2 separate regions of the Zea mays genome follow, and region 2 is linked to region 1. The links are chromatin contacts, called in public Hi-C maps. All regions are on one chromosome and are shown on one strand. The core of a region is the stretch at or near the end of the contact, and the rest is flanking DNA. Distances in the headings are between cores, read along the strand shown.

Region 1 (4,910 bases), core at 1,282-3,781:
TTTATAGGCGTAAGGAGAGGGTCCAGGTGTACAATGGGAGATGTAGCAGTGTGCTAACGTGTCTAGCAGAGAAGAGCTAGTGCCCTAAGTACATGCCGTCGTGGCAGCCGGAGAGGTTTTGGCACCCTGTTCGTGTGGTGTCGTGGCCGTCGGAGGAGCGCTGGAGCCTGGCGGAAGGACAGCTGTCGGGGCTGTCGAGTCCTTGCTGACGTCTCCTTGCTTCCGTAAGGGGGCTGAGAGCCGTCGTCGTCATGGAGCATGCGGGGCGCCATCATTACTTGTTTACCGGGGCGAGCCAGATGGGACGCCGGTCTTGTTCCCCGTAGCCTGAGTTAGCTTGGGGTAGGGTAATGATGGCGCCTCCTGTGACGTGGTCGGTCCGAGCCCTGGGTTGGGCGAGGCGGAGGCTCCTCCGAGGTCGAGGTCGAGGTCGAGTCTGTCTTCCGAGGCCGAGGTCGAGTCCGAGCCCCTGGGTCAGGCGAGGCGGAGATCGTCGGTTGAGCCCGAGTCCGAGCCCTGGGGTCGGGCGAGGCGGAGTTCGTCGTCTTCCGGGGCTGAGCCCGAGTCCGAGCCCTGGGATCGGGCGAGGCGGAGTTCGTCGTCTTCCGGGGCTGAGCCCGAGTCCGAGCCCTGGGGTCGGGTGAGGCGGAGTTCGTCGTCTTCCGGGGCTGAGCCCGAGTCCGAGCCCTGGGATCGGGTGAGGCGGAGTTCGTCGTCTTCCGGGGCTGAGCCCAAGTCCGAGCCCTGGGGTCGGGTGAGGCGGAGCTTCCTATGGCGCCTGAGGCCGGACTTGGCCGCTGTCAGCCTCACTCTGTCGAGTGGCACAGCAGTCGGAGCGACGCGGACGGCGCTGTCTTCTTGTCAGACTGGTCAGTGGAGCGGCGAAGTGACTGCGGTCACTTCGGCTCAGTCGACTGAAGGGCGTGCGTCAGGATAAGGTGTCAGGCCACCTTTGCATTAAATGCTCCTGCGATACGGTCGGTCGTCGTGGCGATTTGGCCAAGGTTGCTTCTAGGCGAAGACCGTGCCTCGGGCGAGCCGAAGGTATGTCCGTTACTTGAGGGGGGCCTCGGGCGAGACATAGATCCTCCGGGGTCGGCTGCCCTTGCCCGAGGCTGGGCTCGGGCGAGGCGAGATCGTGTCCTTGAGTGGACCGAGTCTTGACTTAATCGCACTCATCAGACCTTTGCAGCTTTGTGCTGATGAGGGTTACCAGCTGAGATTAGGAGTCTTGGGGGTACCCCTAATTATGGTCCCCGACAAGCCCCGCCAAGGAACGACCGGTTCAGCCGTGAAAATTCATGCGCCAAAAAGGGAGTGATACGCATAAGGTTTGTTGAGATTTGAGTGGTCATCATCTAAAAAATTGGAGAGTTAGTTAGATACACATAGGACTGGGCGTTCGGTTCTTCGATTCGGTTCGGTTCGGTTTTTCGGTTCTTGTAGAAATTCGGTTCTTCAAAAACTAGAACCAAAATAGCAAGATAAAGAAACCAGAACCGACTAGTTCGGTTCTCGGTTCTTCGGTTCGGTTCCTCGGTTCTAACCGAACTGTAACAACCACTCTAAAATTCTGAATAACGACAACTTTTATGAAAAATTTCAACAACATCTCCCCACAAACAACCACAAGTGCACAATGACCATAATTTCATAGATAATACATGGATGATTAGATGTTCAACATAAGTCGATAAAATAACATCTGAAGTTACAAACACATGTAACAAATTGAATCTAATACTTTTGGGATTTTCGGTTCTTTCAGTTCTTTGGAGTGCAGAACCGAAAATATCTCATTTATTTCGGTTCTTAAAAAACATGAACCGAATTTCATAACGGTTCTTTCGGTTCGGTTAATTCGGTTTCGGTTCTTGGTTATTTCGGTTCCGGTTCTTTTTGCCCAGGCCTAGATACACATATACATAGAAACTTGAATATCTTTTTTACAACCCTCGAGACTCTAAATTTAGCTAGAATTTGTATCTAAACTGTTGGAGTTGCTCGACACTTTTTTTTTTATTTCGACGGCCCCAAACCGTTAGCTATAGCGGACAATAGCAGCAACCAACAACAAAACGATACATAAAAAACCCGGATCCTTCTCAAACCGGTATAGTCAAAAGATAACGATGGATATAGCCAAAAATAACGATAGCTGGAGATACCTTAGTATTTCTTAAACTTTTTGTTGGAATTTTTTTATATTCACTTAATAAGGAAAAACAAGGAAATAAATCATGTACATACATCATACTACTCAAACCCACCCACGAATAGTTCAGAGACTCTAATACATATCTCTAGGGAACTGAACCTAATAAAAAACAGTAAAAGATTCGATATATTTATGTAGCCTATTTCCAGCCGTATTACTTATTTATCTAATATTTTAAACTTTACTATGCAATTATTTTGCGCTATCAGTATCTAATCACCAAACCCAACAAGCAAACCCCACCAGGGCGGACGGGCCTAAGGCTGGGCCCACCTCACAGTCTAAAAGAGGGGAGCCAACTTCTTCCCAGTTCATACGGGCCCGTGTCTCAGCGCACACCTCTTCGTGCTCGCTCCCATGGAGGCCACCCCGATCTCCATGAAGCCACCGGCGCCACCCCCGGTCACTCTGGAGCCCATAGAATTGTCAACGCATGCCGTCGGACTGACCGAGCTGGAGCGATCCAGCATGAACCAGCTCGCAATAGCGCCGGACCCCAAGCGGTGAGGGTTCGGCGGCCCCGGACCTGGGGGGCTTCGGTTTGTCGATCTGGGCGCGCCTTCGGCGTTCTGAGTCGTCTGATTTTTGGGGTTTTGTGCTGAGCAGGCAGAGGGTGGAGGAGGCTGCGGATGGCAACGGGTGCAAGCATTGCGCCTGCAAGAAGTCCAGATGCTTGAAGCTGTAAGAAACCTACTGTTTCGACCGTTTTGTTTTGGTTCTGTTGGCCAGTCTCAGTACGGAGTCAGTTTTTCCTATAGTGATTAATGTCCTTATCCGCCTAATTAAGAGAGCGGGGGGGGGATGTCCGTTTTGGTTACAGTGGAAGGGGATTGTTGCGGATTTTTACTGGTTTAGTTCCTTGTAATCAGTGGTTTAAGTCAGGATTTTGGTTGTAATTTGTTGTCTAATCCTCTTAGGCCGTTGTTTCAATAAGCTCAACCTTCTCTCGTAGGCGATGTAAATTTCAGGTGTTTGTCAAATTTGAGTGCTGTGTTGTTCTCAAAATAAACCCAAAACGCATTTTTAGCATCTGTGCACTGTTGCACATTATTCAATTACTTCAGGGTCTCTCTGTAGGTTGTCTCTAGTACACTCTGAAGTCTGAACCATGGACCTCAAGATAGGATGTCATATACCTGTATGATCAACCTACTAGAGCTAGTGTTAAAGTCATACTTACTGATTTCGTCTTAAGATGGAATCAGCATCTTCTTATTCTACTGCTCCATGGAGCAAACTGTGTAGATCAAAACGATGTTAGTCTAAATGATGGGAAATTCAGGTGTTGATTCGAGTGTGCCCAGTGAAGCTTGCCAAAACTTGGCACTTGGATGGGCCAGTCTGCCAGTGTTTGACAAACACATTCCCTGTTAATTACATCTGATATGTTTCTTTTCATTCTTGGCCAAATACTTTTCATTCCTTAGCTAAAATGCTTGGAAGAAAAACTTTTGGTCACAGCCATATGCCCCTACTAGGGATTTTATGTGCCAGTCTATGCCATTGATGAAAATGTGAACTATATGGAACTCAGAACTAGCAATTCAGTATGTTACCTTGTCAACACCTAGGAGTCCAGTTGACCTTGGGTGAATGCCATGACTGCATGTTGCTTTGTAGACATGCGGTTGGTGGAGTTGGGTGTCACTTGTGTAGGCATTGGATCTTCGACTGGGTTGAAGCCTTTGCAGCCTCCATGTTGAGGAGCCCTAGATCAGTCCATTCCTGGGCTGGGTTAGGATTATATCCAAGCGATTGGCTTTGCAGATCTAAACACTGCCGTCACCATGCAATTTTGCCCTTGCTGTCACTCCCCAGAGCACATGTGCCCCTCTTGAGCTGCTTACCAGACTTGGTGATCGACTGGTGGAGTTGGCTGTCGTTTGATGCCCATTGAGCCTTCAGCTATGTCGAAGGCCCTAGCAGCCACCACCTTGAGTTGAGAGGGGGAGAGGGGGCCAGTGGCGGAGGAGCCATTATGGCTTAGTGTGGCATGAGCCATACCTTACTTTTAAAAACTTTAATATCTTCTACTATACCAACAAAACAAGACGTGGTGTGATGGATGTGTTGCCTCTATTCTAGCAGCAGGTCTTGAGTTTGATTCACAATCCTTGCAGATTTTATTTTTTGAGCCATACCATAATTTTTCTTTGCCCTCCGCTACTGGAGGGGGCAGATTAAGAAGCCCTAGCCCCTAGGCTCTGCCCACACTGCCACTCTTGATCTGCTTCTGATGTTCGTCCCTCTTGATCTGCTTTTGCTGCTCGCCCGTTGCATCTATGTCTTGCTGTCGTATTTCTGCTTAGATGGAGGGAAGGAAGTGAGGGTTTGGGGGTGGGGTGATGAGGAATATGAGGGAGGAGAGAGGTAGAAGAGGGGGTGAGGGGCGACGGTGGTGGCTTGTTTGGCGTTAGGTCAGAGGGAGATGATGTAGGGTTTGGCTTCAACTGGGCCAGTTTGGGCTAATTGTAGGCCCAACCATGAAAAGTACATCAGGTGTGATCACATGAAGTAAGAACCTGTCTGTTATATAGAGCTTTGGAAATATATATAAAGGACTTTTGGTTCATTTTCTTTGTTGCATCCCAAATTCTTAATCTGTTGCCATGTAAGGTGCATTCATTTCCCCTCTGTGATGTTAGTTATTATTTACTGTTTTTATTTGCACCTGCTCACGGTTTCCTAGGTA
Region 2 (4,910 bases), core at 644-3,143, 240 kb after region 1:
CCTTCCTTTCCTATGAAGTAGTAAAGCTTGAAATGCGTACAAAATGAGAACAGCAAAGCTAAACTAGGCCACATAAAAAATATCAGGGTTTTATACTCCCTCAATTCCAAATTATAAGATGGTTTGATTTTTCTAGATATATGTAGTTTTTGCTATGCACTTAGATATACACTATGTCTTCATACATTGTAAAAGCAATGCATCTAGAAAAGACAATACAGCTTATAATTTTGAATGGAGGGAGTATGTTATACATAACAGCGATAGAATAATAAGCACTGCACTACATGTCAACCAGCATGCTCTTTCTGTATGTATGAACTTTTTTTTCTCTTGCTGTAAAAGGAACAGATTGTGTACCTCTGTAACATCACAGGCCTTCTCCGCTTCAACAAAAACAAACCCTCTTATGTGATCAAGTGCAAATGCTGTAATAATTGGCACTTTGGTACCAATTTTTCGAAGGTCAACAAATTTTTGCATGAAGCAGAAGGCCATTTGGCGCTCACGCCCAACCTGGAAAGCAGTTAACCAAATCAGCACATCCACAACAAATGCTAGTCGAGCAATGCCAAGTCAAGAGTTTGGTAATCACAAACCATGCATTTAACTCTCCAAATAGTCGGCTCTTTGAGTGCACAATCCATGGAGAAAATGTCATCGTCTTCTCTAGAATAGCTCCGATCAGCAGCGTATTTCACACGATTACTGTATCGGTTCTTGATGAATTCCTCAAGTTCATCGCCACTAAGCTCCTCTTCCTTCACAAGAAATGGAAGAGGGTGTGACCTTTCAGTTCTTTTGTGACTCAGATTTTGTGCATGTTCCCCACCAGTAAAGAAACCTGCAGTGGACATAAACAAGATTACATGAGCAATCACTAGGCAATAATACCTTCAAATACATTTACGGTGAAAGAGTATGATATGACTATGAAATGACATTAATTCAATGATTAGTATAGAACATAGATCCTAGGCAACCAGATAATTGGTGACAACATTAAGCCAAAGTGCAATGTCAGTTTGCTGTAAGGCCTAACTGCTTGATGACACTGAGAAAAGTCAGACATCACATTTTGCTCAAGGACTAACTCCAAAACCAAAAATAACAAAATTTGCATTACTATCTATTAGCAAATAGGGATGATTTCGACCTCGTGCAACTACCACACTACTAAAATATCGGATTCTACAACTTTTAGGGTAGAAGTGAAATTTCTGCAGTGCTGTATAAGGGTTCCTGTCGTTAAGACGGGAAAACCCCTCAAAACCCCATCAATTAACACAGCTCACTCCTCAAAACCTAGGTGACAGAATAATAGATACAAGAGAGAGAGAGAGAGAGAGAGAGAGAGAGAGAGAGAGAGATCCCAAATTGCGCAGAACACAAACCCCCACATAATCCACATTGTGTAGAACACAAACCCCAGATGGATCCACTCGACCCATCCACTCTCACGCATGCCTCGGGGAACGAACCGAGTCCGTACTCACCATCATCGGTGTCATCCTCGGACTCGAGCTCGTCCTCCTCATAATCGTCGTCGACGCCAGCTACGTCGTCGACGAACTGGAGGACCCCGGCGCGGCGGCGGCGCTTCGCAGCGGATGACGACGAGGGCCCCGCCCCCGCGTCACTAGAGGCCATCCGCCGCTTCCCGCCGGACCCGGAGGCACCGCCAGCGCCAGCGCCAGGGCCAGGGGATTCGGCGGCCACCTGCTTACCCTTCCCCTTCACCGCCATGGCGGAGTAGGATGGAGTGGGGAATAGAAGACAAAGCGGCTCGCCGAGGTTAACCACTCCCGGCCAGGGCCAGGCCACCTTCCGTTTCCGAGGACGCAGAGGGAGGTTTGCAGATGCCCCCTTGAAGTAGTATAGAATTGCTTTTGTTTTTCTATCTTTGACCACCAACCGCAATAATATTCATTCAGTCGCAGGACTTATCAAAATACTCGCACCAACATGAATACCTTCCTATGATACGCATACACCCGTATTCAGGGGGTGTTTGGTTTCTAGGGACTAATATTTAGTCCCTTCATTTTGTTCTATTTTAGTATATAAATTGATAAATATAGAAACTAAAATTTTATAACTAAAGTGGAATAAAATGTAGGGACTAAAAATTAGTCCTTAGAAACCAAACACCCCCTTAGTCTCACGCGAGCTTGGTCGGGCAGATACAGTTTCTGGCGTATGTATAGATGTAGATAAATAGCCTGAAAATAATTTATTTTGCATCTACTTATGTAATCAATGTTCCTTGCATATAGTCAACCAAACAGACGCTCAACTAGAATCATCGTACGAGATGATTAAGGATGGAATGGTGCGGAGTAACCAATCAGGTAGATAGTTTTACGTAGTGTCATATCTTATGTTTTTAACCTTCAAACGTACCAAACTTATTCTTCTTTGCATGTCTTTTTTTCTCGCTAAAAATTAAACACACATGCGATCATATTGAAACTCATGTAGAACCAACATACATATACATATTATCTTTTATCAACATAACAACCATATAAATAAAAAACATATAGACTACAAATAAATAAGAAGATTATCATGTTCGTTACCAACGTAAACATCTAAAATAAATATGTATCGAATTTCATCACCAACATATTAATCATACACATAAAAACCAACTAGTAGTTTGCCCGTGCGTTGCGACGGCTTATAACATATTGTCGTAGAGAAAATTCTCCGGCCAGGTGGCGGAACGCACCCGCCCAAAATCCTTAGATGAGGAGGGAACCTAAGCGTTTTGTCTGTTACGTGGAATCGGGAAGAACACGAGAACACACAAGGGTTTAGAGTGGTTCGGGCCGCCGGAGCGTAATACCCTACTCCACTGTGTGGTGTATTGAGCTTGAGAGCTTGTATGAACTTGTGAGTCTGAGAGTCTAAGTGAGCTTGAGCCTAAGTTGGGTCTGCCTTGTAACGTCGTGTGCCCTCCCTTTTATAGATCAAGGGGGGCACGTACAATGATACTGAGCCCCGACATGTGGCCCAGGGGCAAAACGGAGGGAATACATTATAGAAGTATCAAATGTCAGTATCGCCCAGAAGATCTCCGAGCGCCATAATGTTCGTAGTGCATATAGTATTAATATCTCGCGGCTGCTTCCTCGGTAACGCGCGAGTCATGATGGGCACAGTGTATGCCGCAGCACGGGCGTACTGTCTGCCAATGGAATGGACAGGCACGCCGCCTGCGGGATGGCCTGGTCGCCGCCTGCCAGCGGAGTGGACAGAGCACATTAAATGCCGAGGCGGCACATCGCCTGCCAGCGGAGTGGACAGGGCTCATTAAATGCTGTGGCGGCACATCACCTGTTAGTGGAATAGACAGGCGGCGCGCCTTATCCGCAATAAATGCAGCGGCCGCGCGGCCCAGAGGCCTTACGTCAGGCTCCGCCCGCTCGCTTATGTCACGGGCAGTGGGCCACGTGGCAGCATCGGGTCTCCGCCTGAGCGGGGAGCAGATGCGTACACGGTATGGTCCGGACACGTGTCGGCTCTGGACCCCCGCCTGGCCTTGATTAAGGCCTGGGTATTCTTTGTCCCAGAATCCCGGGACCTTGCTGTGAGTGACCCGGACCCCACACAGAAGGGTCCGAGACCCGTCCCAGGGGTCCGGCTTACGCCCGTGGAAGTCCTGGACCTTACCCGGAGGTCCGGTCCGTACGTACAGGGGTCTGGCACTTTCCCTTGGAGGTCCAGACCCACTGTTGATACCTTGGAGCATATTGTCTTTCCTGGCCACGTGGCAACCCGGGAGCCATCCACGTGGTGGGGTCGGGTGCTGTTTACCACGCGACTAGAGATAGCCGCGTGGGCACCGTTGAAAGGGAAATAGGCTTACACCTTTTCCTAATTGATTTTGGTGGTTGAATTGCCCAACACAAATAATTGGACTAACTAGTTTGCTCTAGATTACAAGTTCTACAGGTGCCAAAGGTTCAACACAAACCAAAAAAAAGTCCAAGAAATGGTTCAAATAAAAAGGAGCAAAGAAAACTGAAGGCTGCCCTGGTCTGGCGCACCGGACTGTCCGGTGTGCCACCTGACAGTGTCCGGTGCACCAGGGAGAATTCCCTCCAATTGCTAAGCTTCGGGTTTCAGAAAATAGCTCTACGCTATAATTCATCGGATTGCCCGGTGTAGCACCGGACTGTCCAGTGTGCCAAGCGGAGCAACGACTACAGTGAACAGTGAACAGTGCCGACTGCACGCGCAGAGCCAGAGCAGGCGTCAGATGGCGCACCGGACAGTGAACAGGACATGTCCGGTGCACCACCGGACTGTCCGGTGGCCCACATGTCAGAAGCTCCAACGATCGAACCCTAACGGTTGGGTGACGTGGCTGGCGCACCGGACAGTGTCCGGTGCGCCATACGACAGCAGCCTTCCCCAACGGTCATTTTGGTGGTTGGGGCTATAAATACCCCCAACCACCACACTTCAATGCATCCAAGTTTTCAGCCATCAAACCTCATACAAGAGCTCTAGACTTCATTCCAAGACACAAACAAAGAGATCAAATCCTCTCCCAAGTCCGGAATCACTACAAACAAATTAGTGACTAGAGAGAGAGAGACTTTTGTGTTCTTTTGAGCTCTTGCGCTTGGATCGCTTTTCTTCTTCCTCTATTCTTGCTTCCAAGTTCTTTGTAATCAAAGCAAGAGACACCAATTGTGTGGTGGTCCTTGCAGAGACTAAGTGTCCCAATTGATTGAGAAGAGAAGCTCACTCGGTCTAAGTGACCGTTTGAGAGAGGGAAAGGGTTGAAAGAGACCCGGTCTTTATGACCACGTCAACGGGGAGTAGGTTTGCAAGAACCGAACCTCGGTAAAACAAATCACCGTGTTATCGGTTCTTATTCGCTTGTGATTTGTTTT

Evidence for each region. A called contact is a pair of places that touch in the nucleus more often than the background predicts.
Region 2: a contact with region 1 is called in a Hi-C map of endosperm, with 2.4 times the contacts expected there. The contact joins the promoter of LOC103635834 here to the promoter of LOC100282378 in region 1. A contact is called at or near these places in 2 of 25 Hi-C or Micro-C datasets (endosperm and leaf).

The regions. Positions count from the first base shown.
Region 1 is chr8:125,148,646-125,153,555 of Zm-B73-REFERENCE-NAM-5.0, forward strand. LOC100282378 reads left to right here and starts at 2,532. Exons shown (of 6, transcript NM_001155289.2): 1 at 2,532-2,721; 2 at 2,825-2,899. The coding sequence starts at 2,576.
Region 2 is chr8:125,384,529-125,389,438 of Zm-B73-REFERENCE-NAM-5.0, forward strand. It overlaps LOC103635834 (Protein RNA-directed DNA methylation 3), which reads right to left and starts at 1,894. Exons shown (of 21, transcript XM_008658209.3): 1 at 1,497-1,894; 2 at 600-844; 3 at 361-516. The coding sequence starts at 1,746.